Regions from separate parts of the Mus musculus genome. Here region 1 is linked to region 2. A link is a contact called in public ChIA-PET data. All regions are on one chromosome and are shown on one strand. Each heading gives the region's core, a stretch centred on a gene start, on an enhancer-like site or on the middle of the called end of the contact. The rest is flanking DNA. Distances are from core to core; before and after follow the strand shown. Region 1 has its middle 39 kb from the start of Lyrm9. Region 2 holds the start of Lgals9 (lectin, galactose binding, soluble 9).

Region 1 (4,066 bases), core at 1,042-3,541, 120 kb after region 2:
CATTTACATCAGCATCTCTTTAGAGGCAAACTTCTGAGGTCACCTGATGCTTGCTGAGAACAGAAGCCGGCCGACTTTCAGTGTGCTTCACTAAGAATGTCTCCATAACCCACTACTTATTACAGGATGGCAGTTCAAGAGTTTGAATTGGGGGCTGTAGAGATGACTCAGTGGTCAAGAGCACTGACTGCTCTTCCCAAGGTCCTGAGTTCAAATCCCAACAACCACATGGTGGCTCACAACCATCCGTAAAGAGATCTGGCACCCTCTTCTGGAGTGTCTGAAGACAGCTACAGTGTACTTAAAGCATACAATAAATAAATAAATTTAAAAAAAAAAAAAGAGTTTGAATTGTCCTGCTTATTCTCTATTAAGGTTGCATGTGTGTGTCGGTGTGATGTGTGTGTGTCCCTTTAGTGTTTTATAGATTTAGGGACACATTTGAGAAAATGGGTACGTGCACCAGAGTAAATAGGGATGGAAAATCAGTTCATAAACTGATTTTCAAAGGGGACCTTGTAAGAGTAAGAACAGGTGTTCCCAAAAATCGTAACGTTTTTGTTGTTAAAAAAAATCCCAGTATTAAGGATGAGTCACCTCCCTAGGAGTTAGTGCCACCGAGGCCCTAGAGCTCTCTAAAACAGTAAAAGCTATCACCATTGCTATTGGCTGCCCTCCAGAACTGCATGACAAGACTCTATTGCCAAAGATTCCTGACTAGGGCTTGGAGTAAAGAGACCAGGAGAGAATCACAGCCCAGTGTACTACTTAATGTAGGCTTCATGGAAGTTCAAGATAGCCTGGGTCAGCTACTGCAGTAGTGGCACAAATGTTATGAATAAAACTGGCTTTCTCATTGGACTTAAGGCCTCCTCTACAGAGGGATGTCACATCAATACAGGAAGCTTACATGAATTTTATGGCAAGGGAAGTCACAGGCCCCAGTGAAAACCAACTGCTATTGCTTTGGTATGAGTATGATGTGCTGGCTAATGTACTTCCCCACATTTTGTTTTTGTGGCTGTAAACATGACTGCTATCCGATCTCTATGAGTTTGAGGCCAGCCTGGTCTACAGAGTGAGTTCCAGGACAGCCAGGGTACACAAAGAAACCCTCCTGTCTTTTTAAAAAGGAGAGAGAGAAAGGGAGGGAGGGAGGTAGAGAAAGAGAGAGAGAGAGAGAAAGAGAGAGAGAGAGAGAAGGGGAGGGAGGGAGGGAAGGAGGGAGGGAAGGAATGAGGGAGGGAGGAAGGGAGGGAGGGAGGAGAAATTTATGGTTGTGGATTCCTAAGACTATCTGAAATATGTGTTCCCCAATGGTGATAACCCACAGGTTGGGAATCATTGTAGGGGAGGTCAAACATTCCATCCTGCAGAGAAGCCCTGTAAAATGGGAAGTAAACAACAACAAAAAGAGCTTCAGGAAGTTCCTGAAACTGACTACATTCACTAAGTTCCCCTCTGTCCAAGAGTAAATAGTAAGACTGCTGAGAGTCACTCTCAGACAAGCTAGACTGAAAAGAAGTCTCAGATAATCCCGGCTGCCTGGAAAGAAGCAGAGACCAGCCAAGCAGCGTAGAAGAAACCAAGAGAGCTGAGCTGCCTGCTGTGAGACTCGAACAAACTGAGCCACCTGAAAAGGGCACTGTCCAACCTGTCCAACTGTTCAGCTATGCAGTGTGCTCCAAGTTCCCAACTTTTGTGAGCTGTCACCCATGTTGGGGTGGGCTCTGGTGAGTCATTTCTATTCCTGTAAGTAACCCTTTACCCATATTCCTGTGAGTAATCTCAATAAAAGTCATTGCTTCACCAAATTGGACTTTGGTGGATTCCATACTTTGCCACCAGTTCCTTATCTGGGGAGAATGGATATTTGTTCACGTCTCATCAGGAATATCATTTCACAATATCCCACCTCCCTTGGGACTTTTCTGCCTTTCTCTAGTTCTTCACGTGTTTGCCACAGACTGCCCCATTATGGCCTCTTGATGCTTCAGTTTTCTTTTTGTTTGCTCTGGGGACAATAACCTGTGTTGCTTCCATCTCCTTCACACAGAGATAGGCAATGAATGGCCAGGGAAAGGGGCAAGGTGGCCTGGAAGACTCACCGGGTTAGGATTATTGGATAATTATGATCCTTTAGAGAGTTCCTGACTCTAGGCAGGTCCCTAGCCAATGTGAAGCAGAGGAGCAGGCTCTGTCCCCTAATTCCAAGGACAGTAAAGTGTCACTGCTTCCTGGGGCTAGACATAACCATCTCCATTGTGAGGATGTGGTGACTCGTCAGACCTCAGCCCACAGTCATGACAAAGACAGAAACAGAAAGATGTGGCAGACAGCTAGGTAGTGTTGACTGGGCTCCTGTTCCCTCTTAGAGAAGGTAAGGAAGAGTTACAAGACTCTTCCCTGACCACAAGATTCCCACTGTGGGTAACCTTAGCCATGCAAAAGATGAGGGAAAAACATGAACTGGGGGGAGGGATTTTTTGGTAGCTGTCAGTGAGTCACCCCCACTCACAACCCCTATAATGTATCTTTAGTCGGGTCTTCAGAAAAGCCACAGGACAAGGGGAAGCTCCTGAGACACTCAGCATGTGGTTTCCTGCCCCCCAAGTCCATTTCCTCAGTTCTCCAGTAAACTCTTTCATAACAAACAAACCTCTAAAGAGGTTCGTCTGAGAGGACAAGGCCACAGACTGTACCCAGGCCTTCATACAAATAAATTCACTCGGGCATTTTAAGAAGAGGATCCACTATAAGAAATGAGAGCATAAAGAGCCACCTGAAAGGGTTGGGGCTGTGGCTCAGTTGGAAGAGTGGTTGCCCAGCCTGCATGAAGCCCAGATTTGAGCCACAGCACTGCATAAACTGTGTGTCCATCATCCCAGAAATTGAAAGGTGACAGCAGGAGGGTGAGAAATTCAAGGTTGTCTTTAGCTACATGAGTTCAAGGCCTGTGTGGAGGCTACATGTGAGAAACCATCTCCAGAAAAAGCAATAACAATCTATTGGAAGGATAGAAGGCCAGAGAACAATGGTAAGACTGTGGCTACCAGCCTCCAGACTCAGAAGCCAGCCCTCCTGTACAGACAGAACATTGACCTATAATGCCAGGCAGGAGATCTACAAGCTTAACTGAGAAAGACTATCTTCTGTCCATCAATGCCCATACCTGCAGCTCCTATCCATCAAAGTCCACACCCGCTTGCTGCTGCATCTACCACCACATTCATTCTTTCCAAACCTCACCCAAGAGCCACCAGAATACCAGCTAAGGATTGCTTAACAACAGAGGGAGACAGGAGGGGCCTGTAGGTCAAGAGGAGAGGAACCTACACAGAAACCTCAAGTCTAGACAGCAAGAAAGTTCACGCAAGAAAGTCCATGGTATAAAACTGCCATGGCAGGGATTGGAGAAGGGGTGTGGTGGGACACGGGTTCTTCGGTTATTGACTTTATTTTAAATTTTTAAATTTATTTTCTATTTCTTATGTGCATGACTGTTTACCTACACTTATGTATGGGTACTGCATGTGTACCTGGTGCCCATGAAGATCAGAAGAGAGCAGAAGTGGAGTTACACATGGTTGTGAGCAACCACATGGGTTCTGGGAACCAAACCTGGGTCTTCTGCGGGAGCAACAAGTGCTCTCAATGGCTGAGCCGTCTCTCTAGTCCCTGGATATTGGCCTTTCATTTAATCCCACCACACTATTCAGTAGCTGTGTGGTCCTAAGTGAGCTGATTCATTTCTCTGGGCCTTCTTAATTCTTCCATCTGGAAATCAGGGTCACTGATAACACTTCTTGGAGAAGTTTGAACTAAGAGCTTCAAGCCAAGCATCTGGCAGGGATAAGTTCTGAGTACATGTAACCTACAAACTTCATTCTAGAATTCTCCCTTTCCTCTCTTTCCCATTGCCGCTTCCTGCTAACATTTGTTTCTTTGCAGACTCTACAAAAGTAGCATTTAAAAGGCTAGAGAAAGGACTGCAGGTAACATGCTGGCTAGTTTCCCAGAGGACCCAGATGTAGCTTGTCTTTTGCTACTTTGTGGGTTCTTCTTT
Region 2 (3,955 bases), core at 840-3,339:
TCCATGATAGCCAGAGGACTGCGAAGAATTCCCTTTCCACTTTGCTCCAACAGGATAGCCTGCTCTTGAAATCCAGTCAGTTCCTGTTGAGTAAGGCACTTATAACTGGGGCAAAGGTAAAAGGAGGCGCGTGGCCTCTAAGAAAGCATATCTAAGAATTAGTCTTTGCAAGTTTTGGTGTGTCTCGGCTGAGTGTAAGAAGAAATCGTGTTGCAGATAAGTGTCTGACTTCCTCCTTGGAACTGATTTTCCCCTTGGTATCCCTTGGTACCCAGAGGGCCATTCTGTGATACTGTAACAGAATGTTGCAGGCTAACTAATTCATAGAGAACGTAGGCTAACTAGTTCATAGAGAATGTATGTTTCTTTCTCTCTACCCTGGAGGCTGGGAAGCACAAACCAAGATAACCGTCTTATGACTGCATGGTTGAAGGCAGAAGGTAGAAATATAGGCAAGAGGTCAAATCTGCAGCTGCATGTCTTTTGCTAAGCCACACCAGTCCAAGGAAAAGAACCAGTCCCCAAACCGAATCAGCTCCCATGGTGCCGGGTACACTTCCCAACACTGATGCTGTGGGAATAAGTTTGCAGCCCATACTTCTCTGGGAATAACGACCACAGCTTTGTCACAGCAAGCTTGCTCCTAGCTAGCCATAGTGCAATCCCAAAGTCCTGAATGAGTCCAGGTAAGTCTGTTTTCCTGGCTCCCCAGTCCCACCCCCACCCCAAACCTGTCCTGCAATTCTTTGCTTCACTGATTATTTCCCTTAACTCATAACCTAAGCTGCAGGAGCTGGGTTTTGGTTTTGTGTTTTTGTTTAAGGCAGGGAAAGGCTGGTGATGTAGTTCAGTTGGTGGAGTGCATGTCTAGCTCATAGGAAGCCTTAGGTCCTAACCCCGGCACCATCAGGTAGAGGTGAGTCATAGGTATAATCCAAGCACTTGGGAGGTAGAGGCAGGAGGATCAGAAGTTCAAGGTTGGGGCTGGAGAGATGGCTCACTGGTTAAGAGCGCTAATTGCCCGAAAAACAAAAACAAAACAAAACAAAAAACAAAGACAAAAACAAAAAACCAAAAAAAAGAGCACTGACTGTTCTTATGAAGGTCCAAAGTTCAAATCCCAACAACCACATGGTGGCTTACAACCATCTGTAATGACATCTGACATCCTCTACTGGTGTGTCTGAAGACAGCTACAGTGTACTTACATATAAATAAAAAATAAAAATTATTAAAAAAAAGAAGAAGTTCAAGGCCATCCTTGGCTACATACTGGGTTCAAAGCCAGCCTGGTCTACATGAAGAAAAGGAGGAAGTGGGGAGGGAGGAAAGGAGGAGGGAGCAATTATGTATGTTGTAGACTAGGCATGCTGGGAATTCATGATGGGTCATCTCTCCTGGCTTCAAAACTATTTCAAATATTTCCTAGGGTCTCCTCCCTTGTCACTTGGAATATTCTACTGTGTCCAAAGTATGTTTCCTCTTCTTACCCCAAAACAGAGGGACAGAGGGGAGAGACAAGGAGAACAGACAAATTCACAGGCAGATGGCAATGAAGTTCCCAGGGCCCCCACATAGTCCACATTAACAACCTCAGCGGTGGTGTGTTTCTTGCAAAATAGCTCTCCATGGTTAAGCTTTCACACCAGGGAGAGATGCTTCTTGGAAGCCTACAGCATCACAGAGATTTCGGAGTGCCCGTAAGGAGTTGTGTAACCTTGCTCATGCTGCCCCTTGGTCTTTCTGAGCACTGTTTTCTCTGCACATACAAAGGTCTGAGGAAGGTCTTTTCCACGGATGCCCACCCAGAGGACAAATGAAGGCTCAGCTCTGCTAGATGGGGTGAGGAAGCAGGCTCAGAAGCACAGCCACTTCTGGCCGAGGCTGTCGAGGAACGCCTGCTGGCCATGTGACTGGTTCTCTGGGCAGAGCACAGGAAGGGAAAGTCAAGGCAGAGCAGGGAACACCCAGTGTCCACTGGTCCTAGGTCCTCCCACTGAGTCCCACCTCCAGCCCTCCACCCTGACATCAGCTTTCTTTTTCTCTAGACACTTCCCTCAGCCACTGAGCTCCTCCCCTTGAAGAAGTGCCAAATAGCTGTGGTTTCTGTTTCCTAGCTCAGCCCTGCCCTGCGCAGAGTTCTGTCGTCCACCATCGAGTGAGGAAGAGAGCATTGGTTCCCCTGAGATAGAAGAGATGGCTCTCTTCAGTGCCCAGTCTCCATACATTAACCCGGTGAGTTGTGGGATGCAGTTGTGGGGTGATTGAGGAAAAGCTAACGGCCACATCCAGGGGAAGTTGCTCTGGACCTGTGGGGAAACAACGGAGTGGCACAGATAGAGGGTGGGGTGTCCTGCAGACAGCACATAAGGGACAAACATGCCAGGCATGTCAGCTGGGTCATCCTGATGCAGCTCGTGTCTCATGCTAGGCTTGCTGTGCCTCTGAGGACCCAAGGGTGCCACTCACTATGATTTATGAGGTGAATTAACATGTGCCTGTTCCATGCTACCTGGTAGCATCTACAAAGGAAGGAGACGGTTTATATGATGATGTGGATGGGCTTGTTGGGGGTGGGGGGAGGTAGCAGGTAGCAGATATTCACATGACACTTAAAGTGTCTGCCTTAGAGAGGATCTCTGTTCAGCCATTTACAAACTAGGTGATGTCGCACGCGCAGTACTTTCTCCTCTCTGTATCTGTAAAATGGAAATAATACTTAGTCTGTCTCCTGAGGTTAAAACAAGGAGAAAGCAGATAGCACACGTGGGTGTTTAAACAGCACCTGGAACATGGAGGTGTCTTGGGAGTGCACGGGAGGGGAACAGGGAAGCCCTCCCCTCTGTTCTCCAAGGGCCACATCAGAATTCACCCAAGAACACTTCCAGAGTGTGTGCAGACAGGCAAGTAGGGACTGTCTTTTAGTGCAGGGTGCAAAGGGCTGCCTTGGGCTCCTTTTTCCACCCCCTGTCTATAGGTGGTTTTGTTTATACACTAGGAAGCTTAGTAGCCACACTGTAAGTGGAGACACTGAGACTTTGAGAGGTCGAGGCCTTGCCACATGTCCTCAGATGGTGGGTGACAGCGAAGGAAAGTGCTTTTCCCAGAAGAGGGGATGCTCATGGGGAGATGGCAGTAATGGAGACGAAAGTGATGCTCCCAGGAACCTTCTGTAGAGTCGCCGTGTGTGCAGGTGGGAGATAGCAGGGTCTGTAGGTGAGCTGGCTGCCAGAGCCCAGCGTCAGAGCCTGATCTAGCACGGCTCTGGGCTTTGCTTGGGGCTACCAGTGTCCTCAGCCACAGGGTTAAGGCTTCTAACTTGGGACCTGCATGGAAGGTAGATGGGAAAGCTAGAAGGGACTGTCCAGTGTCTCTGTGGGGCCTTCAAGGGCAGGACGTGTCACAGGGGCATGATACACCCACTCTGGTTTCCCACCAGGCAGAGCTGACAACTTGAATTTAGAAAGTAGACTTTTCCCAGCACTAGGGAGGCAGAGGCAGGCGGATTTCTGAGTTCAAGGCCAGCCTGGTCTTGAACAGTGCCCCATCTTTAAAACAATCAGAAAAAAAAAATGAAGGAAAAAGCAATATTTTCAATTATGAAGGGAAATCCTCCCACGGGGGAGGGGAGAGGTTAAACAGGTCTTGGTGGGAGACATGGAGGCTATGTCGCCGTAGCACTGGGATCACAGGTCCTCCTACCTGGCTGGTCTCACTCAGTGACCCACTGACTTCTGCAGCTGTGGGTCACACGTCCACTGAAGTGCTGACGTTGTACAAAAGTCATGTGACTCCTGTCCTGCAGAGGAACAGTATTGTCACAGCCTGAGGGCCATGTCATGGACAGGCTTGGTTGCTGACTCCCATGAGGGTCCAGAAGAAGATGGGACTGGGCAGTATGACTCTCTTGTGTGACCCTGGTGACCAGGGGCCAAGGGCATGTATGTGCTTCCTC

What was found. ChIA-PET counts read pairs in DNA pulled down with a chosen protein or histone mark.
Region 1: a contact with region 2 is called in an RNA polymerase II ChIA-PET map of effector CD8 T cells, with 24 read pairs. The contact joins the enhancer-like site here to the promoter of Lgals9 in region 2. A contact is called at or near these places in 4 of 39 promoter capture datasets (the 3T3-L1 cell line, embryonic stem cells, epiblast stem cells and 1 more), 1 of 484 Hi-C or Micro-C datasets (bone marrow-derived macrophages), 2 of 115 datasets of contacts at active chromatin or transcription factors (effector CD8 T cells and embryonic stem cells) and 3 of 9 other capture datasets (adipose tissue, liver and pancreatic islet).

What each region holds. Positions count from the first base shown.
Region 1 is chr11:78,863,301-78,867,366 of GRCm38.p6, reverse strand. No RefSeq gene overlaps it. Among named protein-coding and RNA genes, the nearest start is that of Lyrm9, 39 kb to the right of the region's middle. Within about 2 kb of position 2,291, at least 76 of the 459 cell types and tissues checked have an H3K27ac peak or open chromatin away from gene starts, as enhancers often do. A contact at or near this core is called in effector CD8 T cells, where this site is marked.
Region 2 is chr11:78,983,058-78,987,012 of GRCm38.p6, reverse strand. Lgals9 (lectin, galactose binding, soluble 9) reads left to right here and starts at 2,089. Exons shown (of 10, transcript NM_001159301.1): 1 at 2,089-2,235. The coding sequence starts at 2,197.